Regions from separate parts of the Gossypium raimondii genome. Here region 2 is linked to region 1. Evidence: chromatin contacts called from public Hi-C data. All regions are on one chromosome and are shown on one strand. The core of a region is the stretch at or near the end of the contact, and the rest is flanking DNA. Distances in the headings are between cores, read along the strand shown.

Region 1 (7,201 bases), core at 3,114-5,613:
GGATAAGACACATTCCAAACTAAGATCACACCATCCCCCTTGAAGTTGAAAATCTTCTCATCTACTTTTGGCTTTTCTCAAAATTTCCTCCTCTCTTTGTCCTAATGCTAGAAGAAGCCCCTCCCCCCTCTAGTATATATGCCCTTTGAGTTTTGAAAAGCAAAAAAGAAGAAGAAGAAGTTGATTTGGAGTATTAAATCTAATAATTTTTACTATTATATGGCATAATTAAACATGAGAAAAACTTTTTCAATTAAATTAATTTTGTAGGTGCCTCCATCTTTCAATTAATCACTATAGAGATAGTAAAATTTTCAATTAATACAATGGTGAAAATTGCATGTTTAGTTTGTTTAAAATTTATAATTCAATTACGATCCCTCTCAAAACTACTAAATTGATAGTTTAATTTCTTTAAAAATTGTAAAATTTTAAGTTAATACAATAATAAAATTACATTTTAATCCCTCCATAAATTTATAATTTACTTTTGACTCTTTAGAAAAAATTATAATATTGTCCTTGTTTGATTTGTTGTTAAAGTTGCTCTCGTCAGTTTATAAAGATAAATTGACAACCTTATGACTAAAAATACTTATAAACTTAATGATTGAATTAAAATTATTAAATCGAAAAAAGATGTTTAAAATACATAAGTGAAATCTTGGAAAAAAATAATTAAAACATTATACAAAATGCAAAGCAACATAATAAAAATCGAGGATAGATAAAATTGAATGTTTTTGAAAAAAAAAAAAACACCCTTGCCATTCCCACTACACCACTCACTAAGCAACAAGGAAGGGTGTTGTTTTGCTTTGGTAGGACATGTTTGGCTTTGTACTGTGATTGAGCATAATAACAAGTTTTGGCCTGCTCCACTTCACATCGCGACAACACACACAGAGGGCTCTATCTCAATGCCTTGTATATGTATTTCAAGAAATTCCATATTCTTCTGAACCCTCCAAAAGACAAACAAAACAATGAGGATTGAGGACAAAACCAACATCATGTTTTGTTGCCCAATGCAAAGCTGCCTTACAAAAACCCCTTCAAGCCAACTACTTTAATTCCAATTCACTCACTCTCCAACAAAAACCTTAGACCACCACACCAACTATTACTAACCCCGCCTTTTTACTCTTCTCAAAACTTTCCAAGGGTCTTCCAGGATTTTGATGAATTTCAAAGCCCATTTGGGGATTTTAATATATTTCTCTGTTTGATCAGCTTTTTTTTCCTGAGGAGAATTTGATCTGCTTTTACTGGTAATTCCCTTGTCTGTGTTTCTTGATTTTTGCTGCTTAAATATTCTTTTTTCTTTGATCATGGATTTTCCTCTGTTTCTCAGTTTGTTTAAGGAGGGCCTGAGATATGATTCCAGAGGGACCATCCCCAGTGACTTCATCACCACTTCAGTTCTTCCCCTGGATGTCACCCTCTCCTGGTATAGGATCCCCTTTCCCATGGCTATGGGAGCTCAAACCTGAGGAGAGGGGTTTATGGTTGATTCGTCTTCTTGTTGCATGTGCAAACCATGTAGCTGCTGGTAGTCTTGAGAATGCCAATATTGGCTTAGAGCAAATATCCCACCTTGCTTCTCCCGATGGAGATACCATGCAAAGAATTGCTGCTTACTTCACTGAGGCACTTGCTAATAGAATGCTTAAAGCATGGCCTGGCCTTCACAAAGCCCTCAATTCCACGAAAATATCATCGGTACCCGACGAAATGCTTGTTCAAAAACTGTTCTTTGAGCTGTGCCCTTTCTTAAAACTTGCATATATTATCACAAACCAGGCCATTGTAGAAGCTATGGAGGGAGAGAAGATGGTTCATATTATAGATCTAAATTCCTGTGAGCCTGCTCAATGGATCAATCTTTTTCAGACATTTAGTGCAAGGCCAGAAGGGCCACCGCATCTGAGAATTACAGGCATCCATGAGCAGAAAGAGGTGTTAGAGCAAATGGCACTTAGGTTAACAGAAGAAGCTGAAAAATTGGACATTCCATTTCAGTTTAACCCAATAGTTTGCAAGTTAGAGAATCTTGATTTAGAAAGTTTGCGAGTCAAGACCGGAGAAGCTCTTGCGGTCAGTTCGGTCCTTCAGCTTCATTCTCTCCTGGCAACTGATGATGAGGTGCCTAGAAGGAACTTTAACTCCCCACCGGTGTCTAAGACCCGAGTTTTGCAGATGACTCAACGTACTTTTGGAGAGTGGCTTGAGAAAGAACCAGTCCATATATACAACCCAAGTTCTGACATAGCATCTTCTCCATCATCCCTAGCTCCAGCTCCAAAAATGGGGAGCTTTCTAGCCGCTCTTCGGGCCTTGTCACCGAAAGTAATGGTTGTAACCGAGCAGGAGTCCAACCATAATGGTTCTACTTTAATGGAGAGGGTAATAGAAGCATTGAATTTCTATGCTGCGCTGTTTGACTGCTTAGAGTCTACGGTATCAAGAGCACCAATAGAGCGACAAAAGGTTGAGAAGATGCTTTTCGGAGAGGAAATTAAGAATATTATAGCATGTGAGGGTGGTGAGAGAAAGGAGAGACATGAAAAGCTGGAGAAATGGATCCTGAGACTTGAATTGGCCGGGTTTGGAAGGGTGCCATTAAGCTACCATGGCATGTTGCAGGCAGGAAGGTTGCTGCAGACCAATAACTACGATGGTTATAAGATGAAAGAAGAGAATGGGTGTTTGGTTATGTGCTGGCAAGAAAGACCTCTATATTCAATATCAGCCTGGGGGTTTAGACGCTAGGATTACGACTCATTTTATTTATGCCTGCCCTGTACCCTCCTCCTAGGTGTCTCTTTCTTTCTTCCTTTGATTGTAGTTTAATTTGTATGTATATGAAAGACTTTTTCATTCTATAGTTACTTGAGAAAAAATTTTAAACATGTATCTCATTCATTTCCTTGGGCTGCTGTTGGAGTTTGAGTTGCAAAGGAAGTCATTAATGAGTACATGATGGCAGCTTGAGAAAAATAAAACAGCCCATTTAGGCTCTAAAGTCCTATTAGGATCATTCAATCAACATGCACATGCTGCATTAAGGGAATTGACCAAATCGCAAAGCTTGTTTTCAAGGCATTAAGGGGACGTAGCATGTATGATCCTCAATTATTGATCATCATCAGTTCATTTCATTTGATTATGACATTAATTATTTTACCTTTTTCTGCGCATTTTCAATCAGTAGCCATCTTATTTTTTACAAGAAACAATCTACATATGATAACATCTTAGAAAGCTCTATTGTATTTCTCTTCATTTCGCCTTCAGCACCTACGTTTGTCTATGCGTTAGGATGGAATTTGGATTATATTATTACAAGGTAGGTATAGATTTAGTTTGGTTCAAATTGTTATTTTATTAATATTTAAAACTAAAAAAAAAAAGGGTAAACTACCAAAATAGTCACTTTTGTTTACCTTAAGTTACATTTTAGTCACTTATGTTTGAAGTGTTACGTTTTAGTCACTTAGGTTATCGCGTTGTAACATTTTAGTTACTGAGCCGTTAACGGTGTAACTGTAAGCTGACGTGGTATGTTAAATCATCATTTCAAAGAAAAATTTTAGATTAATTTATACAATCAGTCCCCATATTTTTTCGTTTTGAGCAATTTATTTTTTTTATGTTTTTTTTAACTTTCCTTCTTTTTTTTTTCTTTTTTTTCCATTCTCTTCTGCTTCTCCCTCTGTTTTCCCCCATTTTCCATTTCTTTTAACATAGTTTTCTCTATGTTTTCCATTTTCCATTTCTCTATCTTTTAACTAGTCCCTATACTTTTACTTTTTTAAAAATTTAACTTTTTCGAGTGAGGTGAGCTTGTGGACTAGTTTTAACAAATGGAAAATATAGAAAAACTAAGTTAAAAGAAATGAAAAAGGGAGGAAAATAGGGGAGAAGCAAAAGAGAGTGGAAAAAAAGAAAGAAAGTTAAAAGAACATGAAAGAAAAAAATTAAATTACTCAAAATTAGAAAATATAGGGATCAATTTTAGAATTTAACCTAAAATTTTCGTTAAAAATGATGATTTAACTTGCCACATCAACTTACTGTTATACCGTTAACGACTTAGTGACTAAAATGTTACAACATGATAACGTAAGTGACTAAAACATAACATTTCAAACATAAGTGACTAAAATCTAATCTGAGGTAAACAAAAGTGACTATTTTGATAGTTTACCTTAAAAAAAACTTTTTTTTAACAATTTCAAATAAAAAGTATAAATTTTAAAAGTAGTTAATAGGCCTGATAAGCTATGGTCTAAATGGTTTGTCTAATAGTCTAATTTAAGGTCCAAAAGCCCAAATAACAGAATTAAGAAAAAAGGGGGGGGGGGTGGGGGGGAGGAAGTCGGAATGAAAATCAGAAATTTCTTGCCAAATAATCTTTCTCTCTACTCGATAGTCTTTATTCCTTTAACTGAGCTCATAAAGGAACTCAAACAAGGCGGCGGCTGATTTATAGGTAAGCTTCGAAAATCGTTATTTTGAGTTGCTGTATTCTTATTTTAGTTTGTTTTTCAAGTTTTTTTTCCTTTAAAATTTTTTGTTAGAATTTGAAGATTCTTGTGAGACTCTGTTTAATTTTAAATTTGGATTAGCAAAGACAAAGCCTGCCACTGTTTTTACTTTTAGCTTTTATTTGTTTGGATTCAAGTAAAAAATGTTGAACCGAATCCATTTGTCGGAAGGTGTTTGATGAAATGCCAAAGTAATTTCTTTTATTGCTTTTACAGTGAAATGGATGATAAATTTGCTCAAGAGCTGTATTCAGAAAGTTTGCACCTATCCAATTTACAATTAGACCGTTCTTCGAGTACCAATGGTAATTAGTTAATGCTACCAATTCCATGGGTACCCAAAAGTTGTGCATTATTTAGTAGTGCTGTTATTTTATATGTTTTCAGGTTTCAATAAGGCGGACATCCAGGATGAAGATGGATCTTTATGGGGTGGTTCTGATGAGGAATTAGATAAAACATCTGATTTAGACCGTGAATGGAAGAGAAGGCATGACCAATTCCACACGGTACTGACAATTCAGAATTTTCTTTTTCCACTATTTGTTTAGTAATTGATGTCAGTTCTATATTGAGAATTTCTAGATTGGTTATCGTGATGGGCTGATAGCAGGGAAAGAAGCTTCCGCACAAGAAGGTTTTAATATTGGCTTTAAGCAATCAATTCCCATAGGGTACAACTGGGGCATAGCAAGAGGTGTTACCAGGTACAATGAAGAAGGGGATAAAATTTGTCATTCTTTTTTTATGTCTAGAATGTAGATTTCTTATACATTTTCTGCATGACATTACTCTGAATCTTATTTCAAATTGTATTCTTTTTCTTGTGTATATGTGTATCTTTGCCTTTAAAAGCGCATTGGCTTGTCTTCCGGATGAGTTGAGGGAGAGATTGATTGAAACACAAGAGAATAGAGATAAATTCCAGGAGTTATATGAATCTGTGAATTTGCTTTCAGCTACAGATGCACTTAAGTTGTTCCATGATGATATTTTGACAAAGAAAGCTGTGGAACAGAGCGGGTCTACTGAGGCTAGTGTTAGTGTAGGTGGTGCACAAGAACATATCTCAAATTCTTCTAGTTTGGGAACTTATAGTACAAAGCTCCAATCACTGCTTCTTGAATCTCCTGAAATCAAAGTACAATTCTTCCATCAAGGGGCTTCAACTCCTGATCGTTGTTGAAACTGAGTGTGAATTCTTGTTTTCATCCATGAAGCTCAGAACTAGAATAAGCGTTTGAATATTTGGTTAAAAAGTGCTTAGCTCTTGTTTGTATGTGAACATGAATACGAGGTTGACTATTTATGGCACATGTAGTTTCTAATAGACCTGTACAAATATAAAAGTTTTCTTTTATGTAATGACCAAAAGACCCAAAATATCTAATGAACAATCGTTTTCCGAACTTCTGTTTTCTGTGCATTCTATGTGGGCCTGTCTTATGTATTAGCATATGGTGCTTGACAGTTGCAAGTTGTATAAAGCATTTTTACAATGCTATGCTGCATTTGGATCTATCATAACCAGTATGTTTGCTTTTTATCATTATCAGTATTTTACCTCAGTTTGTACTGCCTTTCTCTTAATCTGTTGATTATCCTGGACTTAAGGAGAATGATATAGTTGATAATGATTATATTATGGAATCCTCCACGTTGCATATTAATGTTTAAATATTTTGTTAAAACTAAATATCCATGTTCCTACTCTTGCACGTGAATCCTAATAATAGTTAAAATCTTGTATGGCAATTGTAGCTTGACATGTTTAGAAACAGTACATGAAAAGCATTTGATGATTTTTGATATTGCTGGTGATCATAGTAGTACATAGCATTAGAAATAGACATAATAGACCTCCAAATGATAGATATGATCCAGTTGAAAGTACACAAATTCTAGTAGTTGAACTAGGCACTCTCCTCTCGACACATAACTTAGGAGAAACTGCCTCCTTTCCTTTAATTAACAATAACAAGGAATGGACTTGGAATAATGAGTTACTTAATTACCTCTATAACATTATCAATTACAAGCTTGAATGGATTGTCCATGGCCAAAGCCTGTTGAAGTTTGCCTCAAATGAGTTTCACATTTAGTTCTTGGCTGGACTGTTTCAAAGGCTTCAACAAGTAATGCCACCTTTCGTTTTCTAGCCGGAGCAAGTTTGGTGACAACTTGTTGTAGTGCATGATCGAGCATCCATTCCTCTGCATTTTTCCTTTTATCCATTGGTTGATGCCTGAGATCAACCTTTTCTGCATCTGGCTCTGGAACAACAGGCAAGAAGTTTGGTTCTCGCGGGTTGAATTTCTTTTTCTCCTCATAGTTATCTTCGTGTCTTTTGCACCCAATTGTCCATTTTCTGTCGCTATGATTTTCAGGCACTTCTTCTTTAGCATTGTTTCTAGTGAAGGAGAACTTGCTTCTTGGCTTGGGGATGGTTTTAGTTTTATCATTTGCTGCAGGGTATGTTTCTGCCACATCCAATCCAGCAGTAGCACTATCCTCGAATTCCATTTTCCCAACTTCACTGCCATCAGCTAAACGAGTTTTATGCATCCTTGAACCGTTATGCTTCTCTGGATCCATGGAAGTAGGAACTTTTAACTTAGCTTCTTCTTGATCTTCCTCTAGGGCACTCTGAT
Region 2 (7,201 bases), core at 1,473-3,972, 140 kb after region 1:
TACATGTATATATTGATGTCAGATTTAGCGAACTTGTCAGATATATATATATATATATCTTTGTTGAATGAATAAATCCATCTTATGCTACAGCAAAACTTGGTACAAACAAACAGGGACAGTTACTAGTATTCAGGAGCATGTGGCCTGCATAATTCTAAGTGTGAGCTTAAATGAATAAACAATGTAATGTTTAAAAATGTTAAGGCAATCATCTTTCTATAAAATAAGGCCCTAAAATCAAATAATAAAGGATGAAACAAGTAATAAAGTGCAAGTTGACACCAATGGCTCTCAGAAAATTACAGATAGCACATACATTGTCAACTTATAGTTAATAAAAGCTTTTTGGCTTCCAAAATTGGTGCTTGGCAGATAAATGAGAAAAGAATGATGAACAAAAAAAGGCTTCAGAAAGTCATTTTAGAAGGCCAAGGGACCAAATAGACATATCCTATTTTTCATTTGTGTCAAGCATAGAAGATAAACATGGATGAGATCTTCTCTGGCATACCGGTTGGGATTTTAGGTATACAATCAGCAAGTTAACTTGGAATGATCCATGAAATCTTATGGTATTGTTTGCAAGGATTCTTCATTGGATGTTCGAGGACAACATACTTAGCAAAAAAGATCTAAAAGACTTGTAAAAGCATCCATTCTTGGAAGTCTGTTTTCAGAAAAATACATGTATCTATCTGATTTTATTTTTATCAACATATGATGTGTTTATTCCTTACAAGATAAGGGAGAAAAAAAATTGCTAATTAAGGGGACTTGATTTTTACACTAGAATACAAGCATCTCTGCGGAAGGTGAGGAGGAATCAAGTGATAATCTGTTTCAGGTGAAAAAGCTGTATATGTTAGAGGAAATGGCTATTACACTTGTAACAGAAGCCAAAATTATCATTACTGCAGACACAATCCGATCTCTTGATGTCGATATGCCATGAACATCCCTGCAATTGTAAAGGGAAAAGGGAAGAGACTTAGCAGGAATGTCTTTAAGGCTACAGGCAATATGAATCCAGCTTATTAGATAGAGATGATACCTAAGAGCAATAGCACCCGGGAAGACAAAAGCAAGGCTGACTGCAGAGGTTGATCCCATAAATTCAAAGAAATACCATATGTTAGGGATGGCTATGGCTGACAAGTAACAAATGGCTAGCAGAATAAGAGTGAGGGACATGAATCTGGTGTTATCTTTTGCCAGGATAGGCCTACTTGGGAAAAGGAATTCATCAATATTGGCCCTTAATGAGAAGTTTAAGAGGGGAAACACCAGCACTAGGTGAAGGGCATAGCTCAACCGAACTACATCATTGAGTAAAGAACCGAGTGCTGAACCAGAATTTTGGTCGAAATTAACAAGTATATCAGGCATGATCGATTCACCAAAAAGAAGGTATCCGAAGATCCCAACTGTAAAGTAGATGGTACCGCAGAGTATCAGTGAAATTCGGACTGCTTTCATCATATCAGAAGGTTTGTCCATCTCTAAACCAATTGGATGAACTGCATTCATTCATAAAAAGAGGCATATTAATGCTAGAACTAGCATGAAAACAAGCACTCATATGAATGCCAGAACGCTCTTACCATTGAAATGAAAAGTGAAAGCTGTTACAATAACCGGGACAGCAGTGAAGAGATCGAAAAAAGAGGCATTGCTGTCCAAGTAAGGCAGCAGTCTCGGGGTTTCGGTTTTCCCTTCGATAAGTGCATCTATTGCCATCACTGAACTGATGGAAACAAACAGCACAGCTAGAAAAACTGCTAATGCAGAACTGAACCTTAATGCATCTGCAAATTCAGGCCAAGTTAACAGATAAGATTCTCGACGACGAACTCAATATCATAACATAAACAATAATTACTCAGTTCTGTATATAAGATAAGAAATCATCTTCATATAGAAACAGGACATATCTTTTGGAGAAAAACTTACCTACACGCCTAAATGAAACCAATGGAAGCATAACGAAAGCAACAATGAAAAGGATTGAAAAGGCACGGGAATTCCACCAGTGAATGCCAAACCATTCTTGTAAAACGCCTAAGTGCACTGATCCTTCAGGTTGATTTCCTGAAAGAACATCCCCTAAAAAGCACAGTACTAAACATCAGAACATTTTATCAATGATCACTCAAATAGCTTCAGACTCTTATCTATAATCTACAGAGCTAAGTTGAACTATTCAAATAGATTATGAAACTTATCCACAACCTGTACAACTTACTAGCTGCAAAAGAACTTACCAATAATAATCAAATAAATGATCAAGCAACCAAGATTATTTGTAATGACACATAACTGCACCAGGACAGATCCAATCCGCCCAAACGACTCCTTCATGACACCGGCATAAGTGGTTGACTTCCCAGCATGTGTATACCTCATCAGAAATTCAACCGAGATGTCTGCTAGCCAAGCTATAATCACTATCAACATAAATGCTGGGATTACTCCTAGCACCTTGAGAGTTGCTGGGATTGACATAATTCCAGCACCAATAATGCTAGTTGACACATTGAACACAGCGCTGGAGACCGATGTATGCTTTGCAGGTGGCTTGTTTTCCCCGAGGAGCGGTGCATTTGCACTGGTGATGGCCGAAGAAGACATCCGGTGATGAAGCTTTTTTTCTTCTTCTTCTGGTTAGGATTATCAGTTGTCTTGTTCTGTATTATTGCACATTAATGGAGACAAGGGTAGATAGGAATAAGGGTAGTGAAATGACAAAACTGACATCAGAAAAAAGGAAATGATTTAATATAGGATAATGTAATGAAGGGGGTAAGATGGAATGCCATTTTCAATGAAGATTAGTATTAATAATTGGAGTAGAGAACAGGCTGGATGTGGGGTAATGATGTGTTTGTCTTGTTCCATGAATATGTGGCGAACGGTGATTTGAAGCTATACGAAATTGAATTTTCTTCATAAAAAAGTGGAGAAATAGTTGTTTCAATCACATGGGACAAAAACTAGTGAAGTGCAAGGAGGTTAAAAAATCATTATCGGCCTTTCAGTAGAAAAACGTGAGACTTTTATAAGAGAAAGAAAATAACAGATCATTTAAAAACAAGTTACACAGATCAGAAAGGACCCAATATCTAATTAACTGGAGCCATGGCTATTATTAACATGATTCAGTCACTATCTCTGTTTCTCTCTTAAATAACAATAATTCAAGTCCCCCTTTGTTCTAAAGCTACAATTTTAAATTTGGTATGGTGAAGTGTAAAGATATGGAATTAGATAAGGACCTGGGTTCCGGCCAAAAAGATATATATTTGTTTTTCCTGTACGTATGGGGCTGTACAAAGATCTGCAAGCAACAGAATATGGTGAAAGATGTTGATGTTTTCGTTTATATGTTCGGAAGTCCATACTTAATCGGGAAGAGCTCAAGACATGCGCTGCCCAAGTACTGATAACATAAATCAGCTTCTAGCATCTTTACATTGCCCTTGAATTTGCAGCAGTTCATATGCTGCTAATTAAACCTATATCTAAAGTATACGATCTGGTTCATTGTAATAGCCTAGTCTTAAAAAGATTTTTGAAAAATCAAATAAATTGTTATTATTCTTATCCTACTTTATTTTTCAAATATTTTGAATTTTTCATGTAACTATAAGAAATTATTGGACACATTTCATAGGCTTTCAATGTCGGAGCTTTTTGACTAACCACATGATTTTCAGTTCTATAGCTTTGAACTTCATCTACCTTCAATAGTTTATCTTTGTTGACTGACGTCAATTTTTGTTCACTAAAGCCATCCAATAGGGTTTCTTTCTCACTAACCAATCATCCAATCATAGCTATTGGTTCTATGTTAAGAGGTTTGTCTATTGGATGTCATGAATATACTAATCATAACTACGTAACTTACAATGCTACGTTGCAGTTCACATGATCTCCGAAAATATAATATTCACTTATTTCGTTCATCGTTGTTGTAACTCGTAATAAAAGCCCACCATTAAAACACCCTCGGCCACAAAATTCACCTTTTACCCATTAATTGTTCTCCTTTTTTCATCATTATCTATCCAAGATTGTTAATCTATCTGTCATTAACAAGTGGCATAACAACACAGCCTTTGGATTTCAAACATTATTATTTTTTGAATAATCCGTGTGTATTTCTGGAAAAAAATTTATTGGAACTATTTTATAAACCTCCAATTACTTGGATAGATTGATCAGCTTCAAACAGTGCAGGACATTGATATAAACTGGGTTAAGAGCTGTATTCAAGAAGTGTGCAGCTATCCACTTTACAATTAGGCCATTCTTCAACTACCGATGGTAATTAGTTAATACTACCATTTCCATAGGTACCCAAAAGTTGTGCGTTTATTTAGCAGTTTTTATTTTTGTACAAAAAAATATTTTCAGGTTTTCAATGAGGTGGACATTCAGGCTGAAGATGGATCTTTATGGGGTGATTCCGTAGAGTGAGTTCTGTCCTTGAGCTTCATTCTCTACTGGCTTCTTATGAGAAGTTTAGAAGGAACTTTAACTCCCCCACCTGTGTCTAAGAACCTTGATATTAATTCATCACACAAGAGTTTTGCAGATGACTCAAGGTACTTTAGGAGAGCGACTTGAGAAAGAACTGATCCTCCATATATACGGCCCAAGTTGTGACTTGGCAAACAAGCATTGGTTAATAATTGTATAGAACTGTTGGAGTTTAGAGAAGTTGAGAGAACAAAAACAGAGAAAACAAGGAAAAATACTTAGCAGAATTTTTTACTGCTATCAAATTCTCTCATCATCATCTTCATTTCACATGAATTACAATATATATATATGGGTGTAGTGGTTACAGATAATTCAACAAACCCCACTAAAACCCTTAAAAATACGAAGATGAAATTTATACATAAATTGATTAGGTAAAAGTCAGTACCTAAAAAAGTCAAATCAATACTAACACTGCTTTCTTTAACAAGTAATCTCAGCAAGCAAACTAATTATAAAATATCATTAGCGGAATATGCCAACCCTTCTTGTAATACATTTGGGGTTTGCCAACAACTGATAACAGCTCACATCTTACTTAGCAAGCAACTTGAGTTGAGCTCACATCTTTTTATGAGCTCGCACTTTTGGTTGAGCTCGTAGACTTATTTCAACTCGCAGCTTCACAGGAAGAGTTCGTCATTGCATGAATAGCCACTTCGCAATAAGAATATACACAAAACCTAAAGCATCTGCTAATCTGATCAAAGATGTTGATATTTTCGTTTATGTGTTCCAAAGTGACATTATTTTCGCATGCACTGAATAAGCTTATTTGACCTTTATACTTGCCCTTGAATTTGCACTACTTCATATGCTGCTGATTAAACCAATATCTAACATATATATTCTGGTTTGATGATGAAACACTGATAAAACCCATTAAACCTTTGTTTTCTTGTCAATTATTATACATGGTTGAAAGACCAGATTATTAATGTGTTTTTTACTATTAATTGAGTTAAACAATAATATCAATTTAAGCATGAAGGATGCCCTTAATCACTTTTGATTATTATCAGGCAAGCATAAACATAGAATTGATTTATTTTCTCATCCGACCATGGTACTCATGTTGATTCAAACATTTATAACGCAAACATGGATGTACAGGCAAACAATGGCCATATATAGAGCAGCAAAAAGCATGGTATAAATTACTCAAAAACTACAACTCTCTTGCTCTTGTCGGTTGCTACCTTCTCTATTACACTACATCCCTTGTTGATTTGAATGTCAGCTAGTGTTTCCCATGTTCACCAACTCAACCTTAATTCTTCAGCTCCTAATCATTTACTATACTTGAGAACTTCTTTTGTTTTTCTGATTTAAAATTTTCAAATTTAATTCCGTCAAAATTTATCAATTTGTCATGTGGATTAGGTTATATTCATATTATGTGACATAATTTATAAAAAATAAATAAATATGTTAAGTTGACAAATTTTGACAAAATTAATTGATAAGATTTTAAAATTAAATAAATAAGAGATTAAATTTTTAATTTTTAAAATACAGAAACTAAAAACTCTATAAAAATACAGCATATTGTAGCCATATTTTATAAGGGAACAAATGTTTCATCGTTGAGGAGTCAATTTTGGCACCTACCATGGTTTAATAAGTGAATCAATTCTTTACCTAATTTAATTTCAAATTTCCATTTAGATAAGAGAGAGAGCTGGAAGTAATTGAGGTTTGCAAAACAAAGGATTAAAAAGTCATGAAGGAGAGCAAAAGCGGTGTCCAGTTGAACGAAGTTCCATCACCAAAAAGCTCATGATACCTTGACCCAAAGCAAAGCCACTTCGATATGAAAGAATCCAGTCTCACCCCCTGGACGTGCACTGCAAACTTAAAAGAGAACCCTAAAACAAACCCCAAAAGCCCAATACTATCCCATGAATACTGAAGCCACCAAACGCAACATTATGGGGAGAACAAATCTCCACCACAGCAACGATATTTCTTTTTATGAAAAACTTAATAAATTTTAAAGACTTTTTTTATAAAAATAGTAATTTCATTAAGAGTCAAATCAGAGCACACCCAGCAAGGAACAAAAGCCAAGGAAAACACACTCTATTAAAAGGAAATTAAGTTAGAAACCATCCTTCTTTTGCTTCCATTCGTCTGCCATCAGAAGTAAATGATTATATGAGAACAAAACACTTTAATTAAACTGTAGATTGCAATGAACGCTATATTGGTAGTGTCAAAAACTACTAAAGACGGACAACCTTGATTAACTGATGATAACTACATACTACCCCTACTCTCATTACACTACCTTAACAAGTCAATCGTACCGAAAAGATTTTAATGCTTGAAACCAATCCCCAAATGACCCAACCTCTTTCACATCTTTCCGGAACGTAAGAATTAAGAAAAATACTAAAACAACGACTATTCACATGACTTTTATTCTATGCTTGGATTGCACTAAAACAAGTTAAAGGAAAAGTAACACTCTTTTCTTGTTTTATTTATTTCTTTATTTATTTAAATAAGGAAAAGTAAAGGAAGTCCTTACATTACTCAATCCTTTTTCATCCCAACTTGAGGAAAAGCTTTTAATATGCAAAATTACATTTTATTTATGCTATTTTATAAGAAGGATGTAATTGAAAATATATTATAATCAATTATTTTCTGT

The links. Hi-C and Micro-C count contacts between places; a contact is called where the count stands out from the background.
Region 2: a Hi-C map of leaf shows a contact between it and region 1, with 4 times the contacts expected there. The contact joins the promoter of LOC105780133 here to the promoter of LOC105780268 in region 1. A contact is called at or near these places in 2 of 2 Hi-C or Micro-C datasets (both in leaf).

Annotation. Positions count from the first base shown.
Region 1 is chr4:37,426,192-37,433,392 of ASM2569854v1, forward strand. LOC105780268 (protein YAE1) reads left to right here and starts at 4,364. Exons shown (of 5, transcript XM_012604494.2): 1 at 4,364-4,495; 2 at 4,767-4,855; 3 at 4,938-5,059; 4 at 5,136-5,257; 5 at 5,406-5,959. The coding sequence starts at 4,771. The coding sequence ends at 5,736. It overlaps LOC105780952 (scarecrow-like protein 3), which reads left to right and starts at 766. Exons shown (of 2, transcript XM_012605492.2): 1 at 766-1,271; 2 at 1,355-2,925. The coding sequence starts at 1,378. The coding sequence ends at 2,772. LOC105780267 (calmodulin binding protein PICBP) reads right to left here. Exons shown (of 1, transcript XM_012604493.2): 1 at 6,579-7,201. The coding sequence ends at 6,579.
Region 2 is chr4:37,567,176-37,574,376 of ASM2569854v1, forward strand. LOC105780133 (amino acid transporter AVT6C) reads right to left here and starts at 2,723. Exons shown (of 5, transcript XM_012604264.2): 1 at 2,265-2,723; 2 at 1,954-2,106; 3 at 1,605-1,808; 4 at 1,055-1,520; 5 at 674-961. The coding sequence starts at 2,631. The coding sequence ends at 844.